Regions from separate parts of the Mus musculus genome. Here region 1 is linked to region 2. A link is a contact called in public HiChIP or PLAC-seq data. All regions are on one chromosome and are shown on one strand. The core of a region is the stretch at or near the end of the contact, and the rest is flanking DNA. Distances in the headings are between cores, read along the strand shown. Region 1 overlaps Hpse2 (heparanase 2). Region 2 has its middle 16 kb from the start of Golga7b.

Evidence for each region. HiChIP or PLAC-seq counts read pairs in DNA pulled down with a chosen protein or histone mark.
Region 1: a FOXA1 HiChIP or PLAC-seq map of pancreatic cancer cells shows a contact between it and region 2. The contact joins two enhancer-like sites. A contact is called at or near these places in 6 of 39 promoter capture datasets (the 3T3-L1 cell line, the HPC-7 cell line, cranial neural crest and 3 more), 5 of 115 datasets of contacts at active chromatin or transcription factors (the NIH/3T3 cell line, embryonic stem cells, large pre-B cells and 1 more) and 1 of 9 other capture datasets (adipose tissue).

Annotation. Positions count from the first base shown.
Region 1 is chr19:42,784,797-42,791,593 of GRCm38.p6, forward strand. It overlaps Hpse2 (heparanase 2), which reads right to left. Exons shown (of 12, transcript NM_001081257.2): 12 at 3,799-4,316. The coding sequence ends at 4,151. Among named protein-coding and RNA genes, the nearest start is that of Hps1, 8.2 kb to the left of the region's middle. Within about 2 kb of position 3,640, at least 14 of the 459 cell types and tissues checked have an H3K27ac peak or open chromatin away from gene starts, as enhancers often do. A contact at or near this core is called in pancreatic cancer cells, where this site is marked.
Region 2 is chr19:42,236,142-42,243,179 of GRCm38.p6, forward strand. No RefSeq gene overlaps it. Among named protein-coding and RNA genes, the nearest start is that of Golga7b, 16 kb to the right of the region's middle. Within about 2 kb of position 2,415, at least 57 of the 459 cell types and tissues checked have an H3K27ac peak or open chromatin away from gene starts, as enhancers often do. A contact at or near this core is called in pancreatic cancer cells, where this site is marked.

The DNA of each region.
Region 1 (6,797 bases), core at 2,390-4,889, 550 kb after region 2:
GACCAGGAAGGTCACTGCGTGTCATGGTGAGCCTGGACTGCAGAGGCTTGTCTTCCTCACTGCTGCCTCACTTCCATCTTCCTCACTTCCATCAGAGCTGCTCCTGGGCTGCTTTAAACCTGAGGTCAACACTCTCCTGGCAGGTCAGGCAAGCGGGTGAGACATGGGATGGGCACAGGGGTTGAGAAAGCTATTGGTGGGCAACAGAGCTGAGGAAATGGGGTGGGGGGAGGCTGTTGTCTCCCTCCTCCTGGTGACAGTGGAGTCTAACTACTGATGAGAAGGAGGACATCCCCACAAAGAGATGGCGGTCCTTCACTCTAAAAGTTCCAGCTGCTTGGGCCTTATACTAGGATAGCTCATCTTGGCATTGCCTCTGTCTGGGATACTTCTCAGTCTCTTCTTTTCAGGGGCTGGAGGCTGAGAAATGAGCACAGACAATTCTAAAATTGAACCCGTACTCTGTCTCAGAAGAGCAGATTTCCTTGGGCTCCCTCTTGGGGACAGTGGCTGACAGAAGGGAGGAGCCACCAGCAGGGTGCAGTAGTGCTGGGACTGCAGGGAGAGCTCTTCCTTCCTGGCCTTCTTGGGCACATCACTATCATGCTGGGTAGCTCTGCTTGCACCTCAAAACAGTGAAGTCTTTCTGTTGCTTCTGCTATGACCATTATGGGAATCTACCTGGTTTGCCTTTCCTTCTGCAAAAATTAAGCGTTGACCTTTTGTTTTTGGAAGAGAAGGCACTCTGCATGGATTTGCAAGGCGCAGCCTCAGAGTCCTTTGTGCATGCTGGACACCCATGTGGAGCACACTGGAAGATGCTGGTCTGGCCCAGAATATGCTGGCTGCAGATGCTCAGGGGTTAACACCCCAGCACCCCAGCGTTCACCCTTGGTGCTGGAAGTGGGTGGAGGACCTTCAGGCAGAATTATCTTTATCCTACATGAGAGTACAGGGCTTTGAGCCCACGCCCTCTGGGGGCTTACAGGATTCCCCGGGAAGGGCAGAACTACAGAAGGAGCCCAGGAGAGAGAAGACTGCAGGAGGAATCCTGGTTTTGGGAGCCCCAGGTCTTTAGTCTCACAGTTGCTTGAGTCTGATATTTTCAAGCCTTTCTCCAGCCAGAGATAATGCTAATATCCCACAGAGGCAGCTTTCCGAAGCGCATTAGAAAAATGGGGACTTTCTCTCCCAATAACAAAGAGAATTTATTCTGAGGCTTTGTGATAAGAAATGAGAAAGAAAATCATTCCTAGAGGCAAGGGGAGCGGAAAAGCAGCTCAACAAAAGGCACAGACTTCTCATTACGAGTGATTACTCTTTCAGTGCGCATATCCACAAGCCCATTCTTTGGTTTAAAATGAAGGGCTCTTAAGTCTCTCATGATCTCTGCTGTATCTGGCTTGATGAAGGAAAACTGACCCAGAGAGGCCGCTGGGGGAGGACTGCTTTACTCTCCCCAGCTGCCTCGCTGTTTACTGCAGACTGTCTTTGGGTAGAGTCCCCAGAAAGAGCAGCATCACTGTTCCTCCCACCTCTCTCCCAGGGCATCAAGACAGAAGCCCCGTGACAAAGTTGCTGCACAGTTGTGATGTTCCGGTGAGTGTCTCGGTGCCCTCTGAGAAATGCAAGCAGGTCTTCCTGGAGATAGTTGTGAAGACAGAGCTGCGGGGCTCTGAAGACAAATCTCATTGCTTCCCTCCTCCCCCTTTGTTAGCTCAAAAACAAACAGAACTTCCACCTCTTGGGTGCAGCATTTAATTCACAGAAAAAAGACAAAGGCGGCAAAAAATGACCTACATTCTGGGAGGCTTAGTGAAGAATTAACGCCTATTTACAGAAAATGTGTTTGGGTGGGGCTCTGGAAGTCTTGGCTATACCGAACAAGCAGTCCACCAGGTGAGGGGCAAGTCGGTGACAGGAAAAGCCGCTGTGCTTGGTGACTAAGTAGGTTCTGGATGATTCTTCAAACCAACCCATTTCACTGTGTGATGCTGGGCAGCCTAGCGACCGTCCCATGCCTCACAAGTGCTTGGGATAACAACAGTAACTTTATTATGCGGCTTCTATATATGTAAAGCAAACTAGCCTGGGGCCTGGCATTAAGGGCCTCTGATCACCTTGCTGTTATCAGCGGCCCTGCAGCTGCCCCCAGACAAGTACTTAGAAGAGATTCTGATACATGTTCAAGGAAAAAAAAAAACAAAAAAAACCCAAAAAACAAATAACAAAAAAACCCAAAAAACAACAACCCATCTGTCTCCTTTCCCATCCTCCCACATTCTTCCTGACTTTGGTCCACCTGTTTGTCTTTTCTCTTCCTTCTTCCCTCCTTCCCTTCCTCCCTCCCCTCCGACCTCCAGTGCTATGCTGGGCTTCCATGGAAGGTGCCTGAGAAGGGAAGCTCCCTGGGAGCCTCTCTGGGTGAGCAGTCTCATGGGCCACCCTTCCAGATGCTGCTGGGTCCAGCCTGTCTTCAGTCCTCTGCCCTTGCATGCCCTAGTGTATCTGCTGTGTGATGCTCATTCTGTACTGAAAATAAGCACCCCAAAGTCCAATCCCACTGTCTTCCTTATAGGGAGAATCAGATGGGTGGCTCCCCTCTACCAAATCCCCAGCTCTCCAAGCTGAAAGTCTTGGGCACCTTGCGGTCTAACCTTCCTCTTGTCTCTCACTTTGCAAACAGGACTAAGCCCTTATTCTTCAGGCATCTTAGGCACACCTCTGCTGCTCCCCCAGGCCTGTCTATTCACACCAAAACAGTGTCCCTGACTTATCTGGTACCCAGGAGAGTCAAGGGTCCTCTTTCTCCTTGAAGGCAGCATCATTCACGTTGTTTTTTTCCTGAGGTCAGCCATGTCCACAGAAAGTCCGTGTGACTGCAACTTGCTTCCAAAGACTCCCATACCCTGTTGCCAAATAAAGGTCCCAGGCGTGGGCTTTAAGTCCCTCTCCTGCCTGCCCAACTCAGAAGCCCTCCACATAGCATTCATCTGTTTTGCTATCAGACCAGTTTCCCATCCTTCCTTAATAGAGCCAACAGAAGACTTTGCACCATGCGTAAGCACACCCACCTGGGGTAGGGTGGAACTGGTCACCTTCAAGCTTTCTCCCTAAAATGCACTAAGACTCGGCTACTTGGGAAGAGACAGAAAAGTTCGACTGTCTGCAGTGACTTCATTGATACTTTCTTCTTCTAAATGGTTTTTGGTCAACCAGACAACTAAGGCCTTCTTACTGTTTTGAGTCTTTGAAATCCTTTCAGTTTGAGGGCAAGGTCTAAATTGCTTTGTTGGATTGGTGTGTGTGTGTGTGTGTGTGTGTGTGTGTGCTCGCGCACACTTGGGTTTGATGTTTCCGTGTGCTTTTTCTTTGTACTACAACTCCCTCCCTCCCAGCAGCATAAAGAATGATGATTTCTTCTTGTGGAGCCTAATACATTGCTCTCCACTCAGTGAATATTGTTACCTGACCCCCATTCTGAGCTGGAGGGAATCTAGATCCCCAGAGGAATAGAACTTTAGAGTATGACTGTCATTCTACTTGCGAAGCACCCGTTCCCAGAGGACCAGCAGTGATGGATGCCACTGTCAGAAACCCAGATGCACGCACTCATACATCAGCCAGGAAATTATATAAACAGCTCACCCAGCAGGCCAGAGCTGACTCACCCATTAGCTCCCTATGGGAAGAGAGGTGTCAGGAAACCCGAGGCAGCAGCAGGAAACAGACAAAGGAGGAGTTACAAGAGGATTAGAGTTGCACCCCCATCTCTTCCTCCCCCATCCTCTGCTGATGGCAGCAGCCATAGGCTAGGGCCTGGGCTTTACAGTTAGTTACATTGCTGTGTGGTCAGGACCGCAGGCAGCTGGTTTGCAAACACTGCTCTGGAAGCTTGCTGTCAGCTGTCCATGCGTAAACAGACACACCAGAGGATGTCTACCTTTTCCTTACGGACAGATGCCACCTACCTAGACTAAGCTCACACTATGACGGTTAGACTCCCTTTGGAGAGTCTATGTTGCTCCCAGCAGCATGGGAGTAGAGGCTGGTTGCTAAAGAAGGTGTCTGAGGAATAAGGACGCTACGTGTGTGGAAGAGCAGAGAGCAGTCCAGCAGGCCCACCAGTAGCTCAGGAACAGAGGGTGACTTATCGATAACGGCAGGCCAAAGCATTGACATTCTTGACCACATAAAAGCCCATGGTGACTGGAGGGATGACCAATGTCCGGCCGGCCCGCAGCGGGCGGGGCTTCAGTTCTGGAAGGGTCCCGTCGTCCACCATCACTAAGGGCTGGCCATTGAGCTGCACTGACCTACAGCAGGGGAAAGAGGGGATTCATTATCATATACTTGCATGCTGAGGTAAGAGAACTGACACGCAACTTGTTTAGAATTATTCTGAAATGACAAAGACAAACCGATAGCTCCAATGTTTCAAGTTTAAGAATGAGTTTCATATTTGATACATAATAGATGTTTGCACTGTAGCAGTAACAAGAAAGCCGGTGGTGGCAATGTGGACACGTGTGACCTCACTCACATCTCCTGGTTCTTTTTATTCTTTCTGTGTAACTAGACATTTTCAGCTCATAGAAAGGGGACTGCATCCACAGCAAACTTTGAAAAGACAAATAGCTCATGTTAGACTGAAGGAAATGGCAGCCATCTTTGGCTTAAGGTACGGAATCCCACAGCTTCTCATCTCTTCCTGACACTGCTCGGGTATGTGGATCGGAAGAAAAATTCAAATCAGGTCGTCAGCTGGAAATACGGTTGCACATCACTGTCATATAACCAGCATCATGCAGTGCAAGCTATCTTTGGTCTTCGCTCAACCTCCATTGTGACACCTGAGATAGAGACCTCTGTTTGCTGTTCCTTCTGCATCATGAAGGACAGACAGGTTTAGAGAGAGATAATTGGACCCGTGCTTGATCAAGCAGAGGACTCCCAGAGATAAATGGGCTGTAAGCGGCATCCAATGAAGAGCGGGGCAGAAGAGCTGCAGGCCTGGAACCATGGGGGAAGACCTGGGCTGAGTCCAGCTCCATCAGAGCAGAGGGAGCGCCCACTCTCCACTTGGAGTGACGGAGGAGTGAGGGAGCAAGCAGCAGACTCCGGAGTGAACAGTCAGGTCCACCTCGGGATGGTGTGGGGAGGGAGAATGGACTGAAAGTCAGTATTGACTTCATCAAATATGGAAGACGCTCTTGATTCCAAATGCCAGGTGAACCTTTGCTTCCTCATGTGAAGACAGTCTGTCTACTGGAGGGGCAGCTGGGGAAGGGTCCAGACCCCAAAGAAGCCTCGGGCAGGTTCTATTTTTTTGTAGTTTATTTTATTTTATTTTATTTTATTTTATTTTATTTTATTTTATTTCAGGTGGTGTGGGTATCCAGTAACCAGGTGGCCGATAACACGAATTAACCTTCGAAAGCATACTCAAATGCATACTACCTCTCTGCTTGCAAACCTCAGTCTTCCTTATACATAGATTTTAAGAGCAAGGATTTAGGTTACACGCTCTAGATAGAGATGCTGCCAGAGTACCGATGCCCCTGGGTTCTGGGAAGTGCAGAACGTAGTGTGATAAGCAAATGCTCAGCCATCAACAGTCACTGCTCCGCACCAGCCCCTCCTGCATCTCCTCATCGTGGGTTATAGCCAGAACCGGGAGCGTGGTCATGACCCTGGACCGAAATCTCCAATTTTAGGAGCTGGGTCAGTACTTCGGGGCTGACTGACAAGCCCCTTACCTGCTCTGCCTGGAAGCTTCTGAGCCTGTTGGAATATCCCACAGCTACAGTGTGAATGAGATGAACTAAGAGCCCGGCACTGGGAGGCGTGCCTGCTGTTGTTCTCATGGTCACTGTGGACCTCTCTGCTCCTGGTGGTCCTTGTCTTCTCTGTGGAACTGAGTTTCCCATCGCCCTTTTCTGCAGGGCACCCCTCCCCTGGGTCCCGCTGTTCTTTTTCCTCCCTCTTGGTTTTCTACCATCTCTGGACGCTGCTTCCTGTTGATGGGAGCCATCCCTTTCTTTCCAGCTACCCAGACGCAGAGTCCCATGTTTTGTCCCTGGGCTCTTGTTAGACCATGGGCTCCTTGTAGGGGGTGTTACCCACACCCATGACCATTCACGAGTCATTGATTCCCGAGGCCATATCTGCACCCAGGCCCTTCCTTTGGACTTAGGTGCTTCTACTTAGCAGCCTCACAGAAGCTTCAAAGGCGCATGGTCCAGTTCAAACCCTGCCTGTATTTCTACTTTTAAGCACATCTATGATAGTGGCAGCCGCTATTTAGCCAGTCACACAAGTAGAAAGCTGGGATTCTTCTGAGATGCCTTCCCCAGCCCCCACAGCCAATGCCACAGAGTCAAACCCACTCCTCCTTCAATGTTTGCCAAGTCTGCTGTGTTTCGCCTTCATCCCTGTCACCACGGCCCAGAACCTGCCTCTCGTAGCATGCCTCTGTGCCTCCTGCTTATAGATCCTCTGTTGGCACCTCATGCCTGGCACCTCCCACCCCTCCCGTATGACACTGACTCTGGCTACTTCTCTACTTTCAGTCCTGGGAACTCCAGGCTTGAGTCCAGCTGAGGACCGCAGGGGCAGGTGGGGTACGAGCAGTTAATGTGTGGATGTCATCAACACATACATATGCAGAGGTGGTTTAAAATTTTTAAAATGCCTTACATATAGATGGAGTACATTTTTTTTTCCAGAGGAAAGTGTTAAGCAGGTATGTACAGTGGGATTAAAATACTCAGGGGACCGCTGGGTGGTGGTGGCGC
Region 2 (7,038 bases), core at 1,165-3,664:
GATGGACATCTTTTTCTACCTCTTGGTTATTGGCTCTGTTACTGAATATGTGTGAACAACTGCCTAACTGAGGATCTTGTTTGCAGTTCTTTTGAGCATAAACTAAGCAGTGCAATTGTTGGGTCATATACTAATTCTGTCACACTGTTCCAAAGAATAATTATCTCTTGTTATTTAATCTCAATGTATCAGTAGCATGGGTATGTGTGTCCCTGAAGTGTGCGTGAGTGCCGGCAAGTGTGTGCCATGGCACAGGTGGGCAGATCCGAGGACAACTTTCCAGAGGCAGTTCTCTCTTCCCATGGATTCCAGAGGGGAACTCAGGTCATTAGACTTGAACGATAAGCATTTTTTACCCTCAAACCCCCCTCTCTCATTGGCCTGCTCTCTTTATTTTTAAGACTCTATTCTTCTGAGTGAAAAGATGATCTACTGTAGAAAAACTTGAAAATTAGTAAAAACTTACAAAATTGTTTTAAAAGTAATTTAGCTGGATGTGGCAGCCCGTGCCTGTAATCTCAGCACTCAGGGGGGGGGGGGTGCAGTAGAATTGTGGTTTTGACATCAGCCCTCCCCCCATATAGTGAAACCTTGTTTCATAACCAGGGTAATTGTAACAAGGCTGTAACTCTGTGGTAGAGGCTTGCCCAGCATCACAGGTCCCGGATTAGACTTCCAGCACTGTAAAGGGGAGACATTTTAATATATATACATATAAAACTTGTTTATATATATATATATATATATATATATATATATATATATATATATAACATATTTAATATACATAGTAACAATTCAAATTAAGAAATTTCTATGGGAAAAAAGTATCTTTATTTCCTCCCTCTTCTTTCTCCCAGACTGACTCATTTGCCCTTTAATGAGTACATTTCACAATTTTCTAGTATACTTGGGTGATGTAGTGGTATATACCTTTAATCCCAGCACTTGGAAAGCTGAGGCAGCTGGATCTCTGCGACTTCCTGGACAGTAAGGACTTTGTAGGTAGACCCCATCTCAAAAAAAAAAAAATCAGAACAAAAATAGACTTAAAAATTTATTATTTACTGTGACTATGATTGCAGTACTAGGGATTCAGTGTAGTGCCTCTTGTGCTAGGCTGGTGCTCTACCAGTGAGCTAAATCCCTGACCTACTGTGTGCCTTTCCATACATTTTCTGGGCATCAATGTCAATTTGAATATTTTCATATAACTATGTCACACTATCCAAATTGAAACCCTTCTATTCGTTTCTTATGAATTTCTGTGTTCTAAAGACCATCTCACAGCCAGGCTGAGGGTCCCCACCCTCAGATCTGAGACCCATCTGGATTCCATTTAATGAAGTGTGACAGTCCTGGATATAGCTGCCTTTGGGTATGGGATAATGAGTATAGTATATGAATACGTTATAAGTTTTCTTTTGTCTGCATATACAGATTCTTTGTAAAAATGATCATGAATTACTTATTATAAGAAATAAAAAAACAGTCTAGAACCATGGGCCTGCAGGCTCTGTGCCCAGCTTGTCCCTTAATTTAGCACTTGCTTCAGTCTTCCTCCACTGCATAATGAGTTGTTTATGTCTTTGCATCCCTCGGGGGCGGTTGGGCAGGCTTATTCATCTCTCTGCCCTCCCTGCCTCTTCCCACAGAGCTGAGCCCAGGGCCAGGCACACAGCAGGTTGGCTGAATGGCAGGCTAACCCTCTAGCTTGCATGGAGGCTACCAAGAACAGGGTGGGTCCTAAAGACCCTCCTCTGAGACTCACAGAATGGTGTTATAGGTATAGAGTCCTGACCCCAGAGGCAGGCCTTGGGTGGTCACACTCTGCCTGGATATGGGAGCCTAGCCTCCCTGGGATGTTTGGTGTGAACACAGGTGCATTTGTTCCTGGTGGCTTCAGCCAGGGGTAGCAGGCTGCACCCAGCTGAGGAAGTAATTAGCAACTGCCAAGAGGGGGAGGAAGCAGGGATGCTGGGGGCCCTGGCTCCCTTTCTAGAGAGATATAAATAGCTGGTCTCTGGGCTCCACTCTGGAGGTGGAGAGCTGTATACTCTGAATAGAGGTGCGAACTGGCAGTGTGGGGAACCAGGGTGCAGGCTGCCTTCTCGGGCACATCTGTCAGTCTGGGTGGGGAAATGGGCTGAGGTCTGTGTCTATAAAATGCCTGGCTAAGGCTCTTCTCCCCCAGCCTGGGGCTTCCCATCTGTCCCCACAGACTAACCTGCCAGGACTCATGTTCCTGCTGGCCTCAGGTTGCTATTGGGGTCATGACAATGGCTGGCCAACGCACGCCCCATCCTCCTACCTACCTTTCTACAAGAAGTAGGCTGCTAGGGGTCGGTGGGAGCCCAGAAATCCACGCTATTTATAGCATTTCTCCTGGCACATTCTCTGAGGTACTTACTGGGCAGTGTGTGCCTGACTCATCTGAAAACACTTTATAAATAACCCAGCGGGATACGGTGGCATGGGCTGTCCACCCAGAGCCTGGCTTTGAGCACCCAGGCTTTGCTAGCTGTCCTCTACAGAGTGCCTCTCTACTCTGGGACAGCTTGGGATGCTGGCGGGAACTTTGACAGCCCTGGAAGAGGTGCCATAGCAGGTCTGTTCCTCTCGGTCATGGTGTCAACACCACAGCTTTCTATTGGGAGCCTCAGGGTTTCCTAACTAGGCAAACTGAGCTAGTATGTGCTAAGTTCTCTGGGTGACCTAGAACTGAGGACTCAGAACCTCGCTGGTAAGAGGCGAGGGCAGAGTGTGGTGAGCAGCAAGGCCATGTCCGGATTGTCAGTTCTGAGTCTCCTTTCTAAATTAGACTCCAGGGTATTTACTGAGTCTCCGGGTGCCTGAGCTGTACTGGAAACATATTTTAACAAGGCTTGGCTGGTTGGTTGACCTATTGTTTGGGGCCTTTGCAGATCATTCAGTACCCAAGGGAGATGTCTGAGGTTTCTCAAGAGCACAGTGGCCAGGTGTTCCCCTTCAGGACAGCCCTGAAGCACACCTGGAGTGGGATGAGAGGTGAGCAGGCGGCATGCTGGGCCAACAGTGAGAGTATACTGTCTGCAGTTCTTTCAGAACTCACAGGGGAAGCTATAGTTTGGCCAGCATATATGTGAAGATAGTCTGGGCCAGAGTATATGTGAAGATATGGCTTCAATCACTTGCCTATGCCGTAGCAGAGAAGAGAAGCAGGCCTTGGACTTGGGTCTAATGACACTAAACACACCAGGGTCCCTCAGTGCCATACTCTTCTCTTAAGGACACCAGCCTCCAATTCTTCTTTAGTTCTTTCTCAAGACTGGGTCTCATTTATATAGCCCAGGATGATCTAGAATTCACTGTGTGGCCCAGGCTGGCCTCCAGCTCATGACCCTCCTGCCTCAGTCTTCTGAGTGCTAGGACTACAGGCACATATCACCACACCTGACTCATGAGAGCCATTCTCCTGAAGTGCGTGGCATCTATGTGCCCAAGGCTCAGAATGGATCTGCCCAATGGATGTGCTCAAATGATCATGAAGTCAGCATGAAGTGGATTGAAAGTGCACGGGAGACATTTGAAGAAACCTAGAATAGTCTGACGCTGTCTGCAGGACCAGAACCCAAGACCAGTGTGGAATCAATTGCTGGGGGAACGGAGGCATCAAGCTCTGGCCCCAGCCGTGCACTCCTGTTGTGTGGGAACCTGGCAGTGGGATGGCTGTTAATACTCCCTGTTTCTGCAGTGGATGGCCATGTTTGAGCTATGTGGGATGGGCCCCAAGAAACAGCCCTCCAGGGGGTCTCTCAGAGGATATGTTGGGATAGATGCAGGAGCTGGGTATAGGAGAAAAACGTTCTAAGGGCTGAGGCAGCATTTGTGAAAAGCTCCACGATCGGAAAGGAGAGTTGGGCAGATGGAGATGTTCTTTGAGGATGGGGTAGCTGAAAGGGACATGACTGGACGGGTGAGACAGGTCAGATCGGGAAGGGTGGATAGATGTGTTTCTTTCTGACCTTCCCTGAGCCTCCGTTTCCTTAACTGAAAAATGGGAAGAATAAACCTCCCTTACCCCCGGGCTGTGGGATTTAAACTGGATAGCAACAGTAAGCAGGTACCTCCAGCGAGGAGCCATTAAAACCGCATGTTGCTATTGAATAAAGGGGTCCCAGTTTCCTTCTACCTATTCGCAACACTGTAGCAAGAGGGGGTGTTAGACACATGGTGGGTTGTGTCCCCCTCTGCCCACAAGTCTCCAGGGCATTCTTGTTCCAGTACCTTTGTGTCCGCTGCTTCTGTTCCCCAGTGCTCAGCTCCAGCTACACTGGGCTCTTTGCTACACCTTGAACTCGCTCCTGCCTTGGGGCCTTTCATTTGCTGTTTCCTTTGCCTCTGGCCACGCTATTGAAAATGAGCTTTAGATGAAGCAGACACACTTATACTGCAACAGACACGCCTCGGCTCAGCTCCTTTCCTGCCTTTTCTCAGCTTTCTTCCCTCTTAATGCATTATTATTATTATTATTATTATTATTATTATTATTATTATTATTATTATTATTCACTTGTCTCTCCCACTAGAATAAAAGGCCCAGGAGGGCAGGACTTTTTGTCTATTTTGTGTCTCACTCTATCCCTACCTCAGAGCCGGTGTTCAGGAATGCATGTTGTTATTTTTGAATTATTTCTGGAACCCAGAGGGATAGGCTGAACCAGCCTCCTCTTACTGCGTAGGGTTGGCCCTTAGGGCCTTAAGGCATCTCAGTCAATTCAGGACGATGGTTCCACAGCATCACAGGAGCTCCAGACAGCCTCCTCCCCTGCAGATATTCCTGATTATTTCAAAACACAGCCCCTCCACGCCCGCCCTTCCAGGCTCACCGAGTCCTGGGGGCGGTGCCTGGCAGCCTATGCACCATCTCATTCCTGAGGAATTCCCCAGATCCCCAAAGCATCTGAGGGCCTGGGAGCCTCCAGCCTGGGTGGCCTGACTTAGATGCTGGGAGCAGAGCTGCAGCCGAGGCTGCCCCTGCAGCTGCATCTCTGGGGGAGCACTCTGACCGAGCCTCCCACCTTACGCACCCTTTTTCTGGAGCTGTTTTTTTTTCCAGACCTTTCTCTGGGCTGTGTCCAAGCATGAAGCACAGTCCTGTGGTCCCTCTGACTGCGCCACCCAGTTGCTGGTGTCCCCGAGACCTCTCTCCTCCCAAGAGTTCCAGTCTCCACCCCAATCTAACCCCAAAAGCTACATTCCACAGACTTATGGTCTGACCTGTTGGAGTGTCCGTGTTCTGACACATTCCCTGAGTCCTGTGTTGCCTCTGGAAACTTTAAGAGACCCAATGCTTCTTTATAAGGTGTGGACAGTTGACCTGTAGGCCTGTGAGGCACCATTTAGAGAGACCTGGGGTGGGGGTGGGGGTGGGGGACTTGCTGGAAAGAGGAGGAGACTTAGATTCATGAACCAGCCTTGGATCCTGACTTTATTGCTTAGCTGAATCACGCAGTAACCTGCTTGCTCATCTATAAAATGGGTATGGTAGCGAGGCTATAGGATTACATGAAGTACTGTTTCTGAGGACTTTAGCCGGGCCTGGCACAAATCAAGGGATCAGCAAAGGCAGCTAATAGTGGGATGTGGGATGTGAGCCTTGGCTTCTCCCAAGAACTGAGCCTTCATTTAGTGGTCCAGGCTTGTCTAAAGCCCTGCAGGTAAGGGGGGTGTTAGAACCTGCCAGAAACAAGGCAAGAGCCTCTCTCTATAAGCCTGGCTTCTCTATGGCTGTAGCTCGCTATAATGAGTTTGTTCTGACCAACCAGGGCTCTGGTGAAGAGGATCAACCTGAAACTCAGAGGGGATCCCTGCCCACAATATTGGGTAAGTTCTTCTGGTACTTACCTAGTCCAGTTTTCCAGGAACCCCTTGAGGATCCTGAGTTACAGCTGTCCTGGATACAAACTACTCTAGACAGGGAGACATCCAGATGTGTATGAGCAGCTGTGAGGAGAATTTGCAGACTCAGAGTCAGGCCCAGGAGAGCCTTTAGGGTCGTGAGGCTTATACTCTGTTAATAAGAGACCACCTGAGGACCAGAGCAGCCTTGTGAGCTTTACATACCACAAAGCTAGTAAGAGTGTAAGCCTGATCTTGAACCTGGGTCCCTGCTGCTTATCTGGGGCTCTCTCCATGGTCCCTTACTCCCCAGTGTGCTGGTAATGTCAGGGCAAGCCCAAGTCTCACTTCTTGTTTCTGGGTTTTGACCTATACTCCTATTCTCAACTAGTTAGGCAGGTCACAGGAGCCATTGACATTGTGGGACGAAGAGGGTGAGGGTTGACTCTGATTCCAAATGACAGGAAGACCCCAAGGCCCGTGCTTACTCTGTCCCTGCTGTCCCCGCTAGTTACAGTCTCCCCAGTTCTGTTGTCTAACCACCGTTCTCACCGCTGAGAGCGCTCTCCCAACCCCACCCGAGAAGGCAGGCCTGTGAACCTTCTCCCACCCCGTTTAGTAATTTGATCATGGTGCTTTTGGGATCCTGGCTTCTGACATTTTCTGAAGTTCATGGCCTCTCTGGTGTGTATTTGAAAAAGTTCAGAGGTCAGGTCAGTTTTAGAGGCCACAGGCAGGGAACTTGGGGTCACCTGTGTTCCCAGCCGAGGTCAGAGCGCAGGCCTATCTCCTGCCGAGCCTTTGCTGCTGTGGTGTCCTCCCCTGCAGGCCAGCCTGGCTTCTCCTCACTACCCTGCCCAGTCATACTCTTATCTACCAGGAAACCTGCTGGAGAGGGGCTTATCTCAGAAATCTTAAGAGTTCTTTTCTTTTTTCAGTATTAGAGATGGAACCCAGATCTTCTCACATGCTGAGAAAATGCTCTGTGCTTGAGCTACATCCTTAGCCCAAAAGATAATTTTAAACTAAGGGTGCATCTTTCAGAAAGCATTTTACACAGAGGCCTAAATGAAAGCCTGTCTCTATAGGAGATGAGGCACTGGACCTGAGGCCAAGGGGCTTGCTGTCCACCGGATCAGCAGAAGGCTACAATTTGGT